2 separate regions of the Oryctolagus cuniculus genome follow, and region 2 is linked to region 1. A link is a contact called in public Hi-C data. All regions are on one chromosome and are shown on one strand. Each heading gives the region's core, a stretch centred on a gene start, on an enhancer-like site or on the middle of the called end of the contact. The rest is flanking DNA. Distances are from core to core; before and after follow the strand shown. Region 1 overlaps TOP6BL (TOP6B like initiator of meiotic double strand breaks). Region 2 overlaps SPTBN2 (spectrin beta, non-erythrocytic 2).

Region 1 (3,604 bases), core at 341-2,840:
ATGCAGGAAGCCACATACTACATGGTTTCATTTTTACAAAATATTCAGAATGGCCGGCGCCGCAGCTCACTAGGCTAATCCTCCGCCTAGCGGCGCCGGCACACCAGGTTCTAGTCCCGGTCGGGGCGCCGGATTCTGTCCCGGTTGCCCCTCTTCCAGTCCAGCTTTCTGCTGTGGCCAGGGAGTGCAGTGGAGGATGGCCCAGGTGCTTGGGCCCTGCACCCCATGGGAGACCAGGAAAAGCACCTGGCTCCTGGCTCCTGCCATCGGATCAGCGCGGTGTGCCGGCCGCAGCGCGCCGGCCTCGGCGGCCATTGGAGGGTGAACCAACGGCAAAGGAAGACCTTTCTCTCTGTCTCTCTCTCTCACTGTCCACTCTGCCTGTCAAAAAAAAAAAAAAATTTCAGAATAAGCAAAGCCAGAGATACAGAAAGTAGATTAGTGGTGGCCAGGGGTGGGAGGCGGAGGGGCGCTGGAGCTAACTGTTAATGGTGTTGTTTTCCTTTGGTGTGATGGACGTGTTCTAGAACTAAGTGATGGTAGCTGCATGACACGGTGAATTTGCTGACAACCACTGGACTGGACACTTCAAAATGGACAATTTTACAGTGTATAAATTGTATCTCAAGTATTCTACCATGTATTGTTTACTAAAACAAGTTTCAATTTCTACATTCTAACTAACACTGAAGGGGCAGGCACCTTAAGGGTATGAAGGAAAACAGTATTAGGAAACTTCCCAACTTTTTTTGATAAAGCATTTTAAAATTTATTAATTTGAAATGCAGAGCAAAAGAGGGAAACAGAAATCTTCCATCTGCTGGTTCACTCTCCAATGCCTACAACAGTCAGGGCTGGGCCGGCGGGAGCCAGAATCCGGGAACTCCACCCAGGTTGCCCAGATGGGTGGCAGAAACCCAAGTACTTGGGCCATCATCTGCTGCCTCCCAGTGTGTGTGTTAGCAGGACGCTGGACCGGAAGTGGAGGTGTGTGTTTATCCCAGGCACTCTGATACGGGATGCAGGCATCCCAAGCAATGGGTAACTTGGTGTGCTACAACGCTTACCCTCAATTTTTAAAAATTCACTCTAATCTGAAAATTCTCAATAGATACACCTTTCTCCTATCCTTGGTCTTGCCAAGGAACGAGCCGCATTGGGATATAAGCTCTGAGCCTCAGAGGACTTCCCCTTCATTCGCATCTGGGCCCAGAAGAGACAGCCCCGTGCTCAGGATGCACCTCCTTGGAGCCCACCCTCACCCCCCAGGAAACAACGCCCTTCCTGGGCAGCCGCCGCCCTGTTGCAGCTTCAGCTCAGTTCCACCCTCGTCTGTAACACCAAGCCCACTCTGGTCCAGTACTCAGGCTGGAATCCATGCTCACATGGCCTTTCCCAGAATGCTTTCTATAAAATGCTAAACATGTTTCCCCTTACTTCTTCCATTTCTCCGCGAACACTATGGGTGGTGTGCTGTTCCACCTTCCTGTTTGGAAATGGAAACAGGAACTGGCCCAGAGCTGGAAGAATCTTGACTCTCCATCCTCAATCTTGTAGTTCTTCGCTGAAACCACTGGGTGTCTCTCTTAAGCCACTAACAAGTCAGCTATCTCTGAATGGCCATTACCACAGGAAACATGGGCCCTCCTGGATGGCCCCAATCTCTCTCAGTCCCTGGACTCACCTTCCAGTCCTGCATGGTAGCAGTGTTAGGCTCAGGAGCCAGGAGGTCTCAATACACATCCTCAGCTGTGAAACTATGATCTCACTAGAAACATCTTTACAGACATTAATGTGCAAACCCTTGCACAGGTCGGGGACTTCCTCCCAAGACCTGTTACCTCTGGTGAGACCCTGAGGTCGTGAGCCATCTGCCAAGTGAGCTCGGCTATGGATAGCCCTGGAGCTGTCGGCCATCACTGCAGCCAGGGAACTGGGTGAAAGAGGTCACATCCTTATCTTTGAGATCTCACTGGGATATCAGAGAAGCCCAAGCAAAGAACTTCACAGGCTGAAGAGCCCTAGGCCCTGGGTCCTACAATGGTCCGTGACCTACCCTAAACCTACCCCAGAAAGCTGAAGATGTGGATAGCTGCAGTACTCCCACCATGTCCAAGTTACAGCCCCAGAACCTGTGACCGTAAGCTTATCTGGGAAAAGGGTCTTTGTGGATATAATGAGCAATCCTGAGATTGGATCATCCTGGACTTGGGGTGAGCCTCAAGTCCAATGACAGATGTCCTTAAAACGCAGAGGGAGATTTGAAAGATACATGGGGAAAGGCTAAAGATGGAGGTACAGACTGGAATTACACAAACCGCAGCCCAAGGAACACTTCCCACCAGAAGCCGGAAGAGGCCAGGAAGGGTTTTCCCCTCCCACCCTTGGGGGAAACGTGGCCCTGCCAACACCCTGGTTTTGGACTTGTGGACTTCAGAGAATAAATGTGAGAGAATAAGTGTGTTGTTTTTGAGTCATCATGATGATGGCAGTTTCTTACAGAATCCCTAGGGGACTGACACAATGGGTCTTGGCTTTATTTGCTCAAGGTCTGGGCAGCAGCCCTCCAAGTTCAAGGGAAACTGGCCAGAGTATTTGCAGGGAACCAGGTGAAAGGAACAGCAGACACAATCCAAGGAAAAAGCGCCGTAGAAGGGACACAGAGCCATGAAAAAAGGTGTGGTCAAGGGTGCACTTACAAGCAGGTTTCCACTGGCCTTGCCTTTTGGGCTACACCCAAGAGGAGGATGGCAAATCCACGGGATGCCACGATCCTTGGGTGCCAAGACACCAAAACTTGCTCATCCAATCAGGCAGTAGAGATAGGAGGAGAAAAGATGTAGAGGAGGTGCTGCAGACTGTTAGTCTCTCAGACACGGGCGCATAATTCTTTAATAACAACTCTATTGCTATATAACTGGCAAGCTGTGTGTGTGTGCTTGTGTGTGTAAATAAAGTGCAGACTTCAGTTCTGACATACGTACATACTTGTGAAACATCACCACATCAAGATAAACTTCCATCTGCTGGTTCACGCTCCAAATGCCTACAGCAGGACTCAAACCAGCGCCCATATGAGATGCCAGCATCACAGGCAGTGGCTTTACCTGCTGTGCCACAGCGCCGGCCCTGCGCATCTTTTTCTCTCCTTAAGACTCGTTTTATGGGGGCTGGCAATGTGACACAGTGGGTTCAGCCTCTGCCTGCAATGATGGCTGGCATCCCATGAGTGCCAGTTTGAGTCCTGGTTGTTCCACTTTGGATCCAGCTTCCTGCTAATGCACCTGGGGAAACAGTGGAAGACGGACCAAGTACTTGGGCCCCTGCCACCCATGTGGGAGATCCAACAGGGTTCCAGGCTCTTGGCTTCAGCCTGGCTCGGACCTGGCTGTTGTGACCATTTGAGGAGTGAATCAGTAGTTGCAGACTCTCTGTCAACCTGTCTTTAATTCTGACTTTCAAATACATAAATATAACATATATAAAACATTTTAAAAAAATCTTCTTTTATATTGAAAGTGGAATTCTTGAAGATTGAATGTAGTTGGCTCTTGTCTCCTTATCCAATCTAACAACCTCTGCTTTTTAATTGAATTGTTTAGAC
Region 2 (3,604 bases), core at 281-2,780, 140 kb after region 1:
CTGGGCTGTACGGTCGACGAGGTCGAGAGCCTCATCAAGCGGCACGAAGCCTTCCAGAAGTCGGCGGTGGCCTGGGAGGAGCGCTTCAGCGCACTGGAGAAGCTCACGGCGGTGAGGGCTGGGCCCCCGGGCTCAGGCCTGTGCTCCCTTCTCGCCCTGCTGCAGCGCCCCCCCCCCCCAGCCGTGAGCCGAGGGCGCCCCGTTAGGAGCCACCCGTCTCCCTGGGCCACACTAAAACGCCCCGCCTGCTTCCCTCTTCTCCACTGCCCCGTGGCGCTGGCCCGGGCCGAGACACGTCTCTGAAGTCAGGCGTTCCTTGACAGCTGGAGGAGCGAGAGAAGAAGAGGAAGCAGGAGGAGGAGGAACGGCGGAAGCGGCCCCCTGCCGCCGAGCACCCGACAGGTCTGCCCACCGAGAGCCTGGGGGACGGCCAGACGCCTGCCGACGCTGCCTGGGACCGGTGAGAGCTGGGACTCCCGGGAGAGGAGGCGGCGGCTGAGCCCGCGCAAACCGGAGACTGACGGTCAGGTGTCACCTTCGGCCTTTCCAGAGCTCAGCCGCAGCCGCCAGCACCCACACAGGCGCCCAGCGTGAACGGGGTCTGCACGGACGCCGAAGCCTCACAGGTAGCCCCCGCGGCCTCCGTGTGCCCCGTTGGCGCCCCGGCCCCAGGCACACTGCTCACGGCCCCTTGTCCTCGCAGCCCCTGTTGGCACAGCAGAGACTGGAGCCGGGCAGCTTCCCGGTAGGCCCTGTGAGTGTCCCTGGAGGTGCGGGTGTTGCCGACGGGGAGATGCAGCGACAGAGGGGGCCGTGCGAGGCCTGGGAGGGGAGCGGGCAGAGGCCGAGGGGGGAATGGCTCTAGGCGGTCGCGCGGGGCCAGGCACCTCCCGCGGCGTCCTCCGAGGCTCACGCAGCTTTTCCCTCCCAGGGGGCTGGCGCGGGGGATGAAGTCAACGGGCTGCAGGGAGAGCAGCAGGCCCGGCCCCGCGGCCCGGCCGCGCCCACACTGCCCCAGAGCAGGTCGTCGGAGGCCGCGCAGGCGGCCACCCTGCCGGCTCGTGGCCCGGAGCTCTCGGCCCAGGAGCAGATGGAAGGCATGCTATGTCGCAAGCAGGAGATGGAGGCCTTCGGCAAGAAGGCGGCCAACAGGTACCACGCGGGGCCTCTCGGGGTGTCCTCTTGGGGAGAGGCAGGGCTGAGGACCGGACGGGGCCTGGAGACGGCGGGTGGAGCCAGAAACTCGAGGATGCCCAAGGGAGCCCCAGGGGACGGGCCGCACCGAGTCCTCGCGGGGTTCGCCGTGTGCCTCCCAGGTCCTGGCAGAACGTGTACTGTGTCCTGCGGCGCGGGAGCCTGGGCTTCTACAAGGACGCGAAGGCGGCCGGTGCGGGAGTGCCGTACCACGGGGAAGTGCCCGTCAGCCTGGCCAGGGCCCAGGGCAGCGTGGCCTTTGACTACCGGAAGCGCAAGCATGTCTTCAAGCTGGGGTAGGGCAGGGGCTGGCGTTCCGGGGATGGACGGGGAAGTTGGGAGGGACGCCAGGTGGACCGTGGGCTCGGCCCAGCCAGGGGTGCCGACACCAGCCGGGCACGGGGCGGGGCCACGGGGCGGGGCGGGCAGCGGCTCTGCCTGCGTCCTACAGTGAGGGGGGCAGGGGAAGTAGGGTTGAGGCTGAGAAGTCCTCCAGGGCAGGGTCCCGGCACGCCCCCGCCTCCCGCCCCGGGCCTGCCCCTGCCTGCCGGCAAGTGGCCAAGCAGGCGGCGAGGCCTGGGATGAAGTGAGCTCACCCAGGCCGTCTGCAGCCAATCGGAAAGGACTCGCTTCTGCACAGTTGCTTCCTGGGAATCTGAGGAATGTGCGAAGCGTGTCTGATCTGGCTCTGAGGGCTCCCGGCCTGGCTGCGGGCCGTAGCTGAACCCTCACCAGCACTGCACTCAGCTCTGCCCTGTGGCTTCTCTCCCAACAGCTTACAGGATGGAAAAGAGTATTTATTCCAGGCCAAGGATGAGGTGAGCTGCCCCTCCTCGCCCCCTCTCCCCGTCTCCCCGGGCCCGTCTCCCGGGGCGCTTCCTTTCCTTGCCTCTCTCTGTCTTGGGCTGCGTGCCCCGTGCAGCCCAACAGCCCACGGTGTGCCAGCTGGGCAGCCGTGACGGTCGCACCCAAGCTCGCTCCCCGTGTGCCAGGGGTCAAACCGGCGTTCTTCCTTCCCCTCCTCCTCCCTTGACCCTGCCTGCTGCCCCCGCGCCGTGTCCGTGGAGCTGACCCGTTGCCTGTGCGTCCCCTGCAGGCGGAGATGAGCTCGTGGCTGCGCGTGGTGAACGCGGCCATTGCCGCCGCCTCCTCGGCCTCTGGAGAGCCGGAGGAGCCAGCAGCGCCCAGCGGCACTCGAGGCATGACCCGGGCCATGACCATGCCCCCCGTGTCCCCGGCCGGGGCCGAGGGGCCCGTCGTGCTGCGCGGCAAGGATGGCCGAGAACGAGAGCGAGAGAAGCGTTTCAGCTTCTTCAAGAAGAACAAGTAGCTGAGGGCAGGCGAGATCCCGCCAGGCCGGCTCCCCTCCGCGTTCAGGAAACTGCCAGGACTGTCGATAGGGACCGCCCTCTCGTCAGGACAACTGCCTGCTGCTAGGGTTCGTTGCCAAGGCCAGCCCACCACCAGGGACTGTCACTTGGGACAAGCCCGTGTTCCCAGGAGCAGCCCTCTTCCGCTGTTTGACTCCAGACTGGTGGTGGGACCCAGGCAGCCCCCAATCCTCCCTCCCACTCGCCCCTCTTCCCTCCGGCCCCACCTTATGCCTCCACCCCCGCTGCCATGCGGATGACGTAGGCCACGGGGCAGGGGGCCGTGCGCCCCGGCCTCGCCACCCTTCTCCCACCACAGCTCCGGCAAGCCATCCGCCACCCAGCTCCCTGCCCCTGGGGACCGGCCAGGACCCTCCCAGAGCTGAAGCAGGACCTGGGGGCGGGAGTGCCAGGTGACAGAGCCAGGGGCGTCCAGGCGCGCCCCTCCCCGCCCCTCCCCCTCGGACTCGAGTGGCCGCTCCGTGTCCGGCTGCTGTCAGTGGCCTGCAGCCTTGAGTCTGGCCGAGGAGGGGATTAAACAGCTCAGCCGCTTCCACTGCTTCCGGGTGTCTTTGCTTTCCTGACCGCAGCCCCTCTGCCCGGCCCAGGCCCCTCCGTGTGGCCCCGGCTCCTGTGTGCCGGCTCTGCCCGGCCCAGGCCCCTCCATGTGGCCCCGGCTCCTGTGTGCCGGCTCTGCCCGGCCCAGGTCCTCCGTGTGGCCCCGGGCTCCTGTGTGCCAGCTCTGCCCGGCCCAGGCCCCTCCGTGTGGCCCCGGCTCCTGTGTGCCGGCTCTGCCCGGCCCAGGCCCCTCGCTGTGGCCCCGGGCTCCTGTGTGCCGGCTCTGCCCGGCCCAGGCCCCTCCGTGTGGCCCCGGGCTCCTGTGTGCCGGCTCTGCCCGGCCCAGGCCCCTCCGTGTGGCCCCGGCTCCTGTGTGCCGGCTCTGCCCGGCCCAGGCCCTCCGTGTGGCCCCGGGCTCCTGTGTGCCAGCTCTGCCCGGCCCAGGCCCCTCGCTGTGGCCCCGGCTCCTGTGTGCCGGCTCT

The links. A called contact is a pair of places that touch in the nucleus more often than the background predicts.
Region 2: a Hi-C map of skin fibroblasts shows a contact between it and region 1, with 1.8 times the contacts expected there. The contact joins two enhancer-like sites. A contact is called at or near these places in 3 of 6 Hi-C or Micro-C datasets (ear pinna, skin fibroblasts and an unstated tissue).

The regions. Positions count from the first base shown.
Region 1 is chr1:5,093,766-5,097,369 of mOryCun1.1, forward strand. All of the region lies in intron 13 of TOP6BL (TOP6B like initiator of meiotic double strand breaks), which reads right to left. Among named protein-coding and RNA genes, the nearest start is that of RCE1, 6.0 kb to the left of the region's middle. Within about 2 kb of position 1,591, at least 3 of the 8 cell types and tissues checked have an H3K27ac peak or open chromatin away from gene starts, as enhancers often do.
Region 2 is chr1:5,233,796-5,237,399 of mOryCun1.1, forward strand. SPTBN2 (spectrin beta, non-erythrocytic 2) reads left to right here. Exons shown (of 38, transcript XM_051826457.2): 31 at 1-111; 32 at 324-460; 33 at 551-626; 34 at 704-754; 35 at 932-1,152; 36 at 1,317-1,490; 37 at 1,970-2,012; 38 at 2,291-3,118. The coding sequence ends at 2,524. Among named protein-coding and RNA genes, the nearest start is that of LARK, 6.6 kb to the right of the region's middle. Within about 2 kb of position 1,531, at least 4 of the 8 cell types and tissues checked have an H3K27ac peak or open chromatin away from gene starts, as enhancers often do.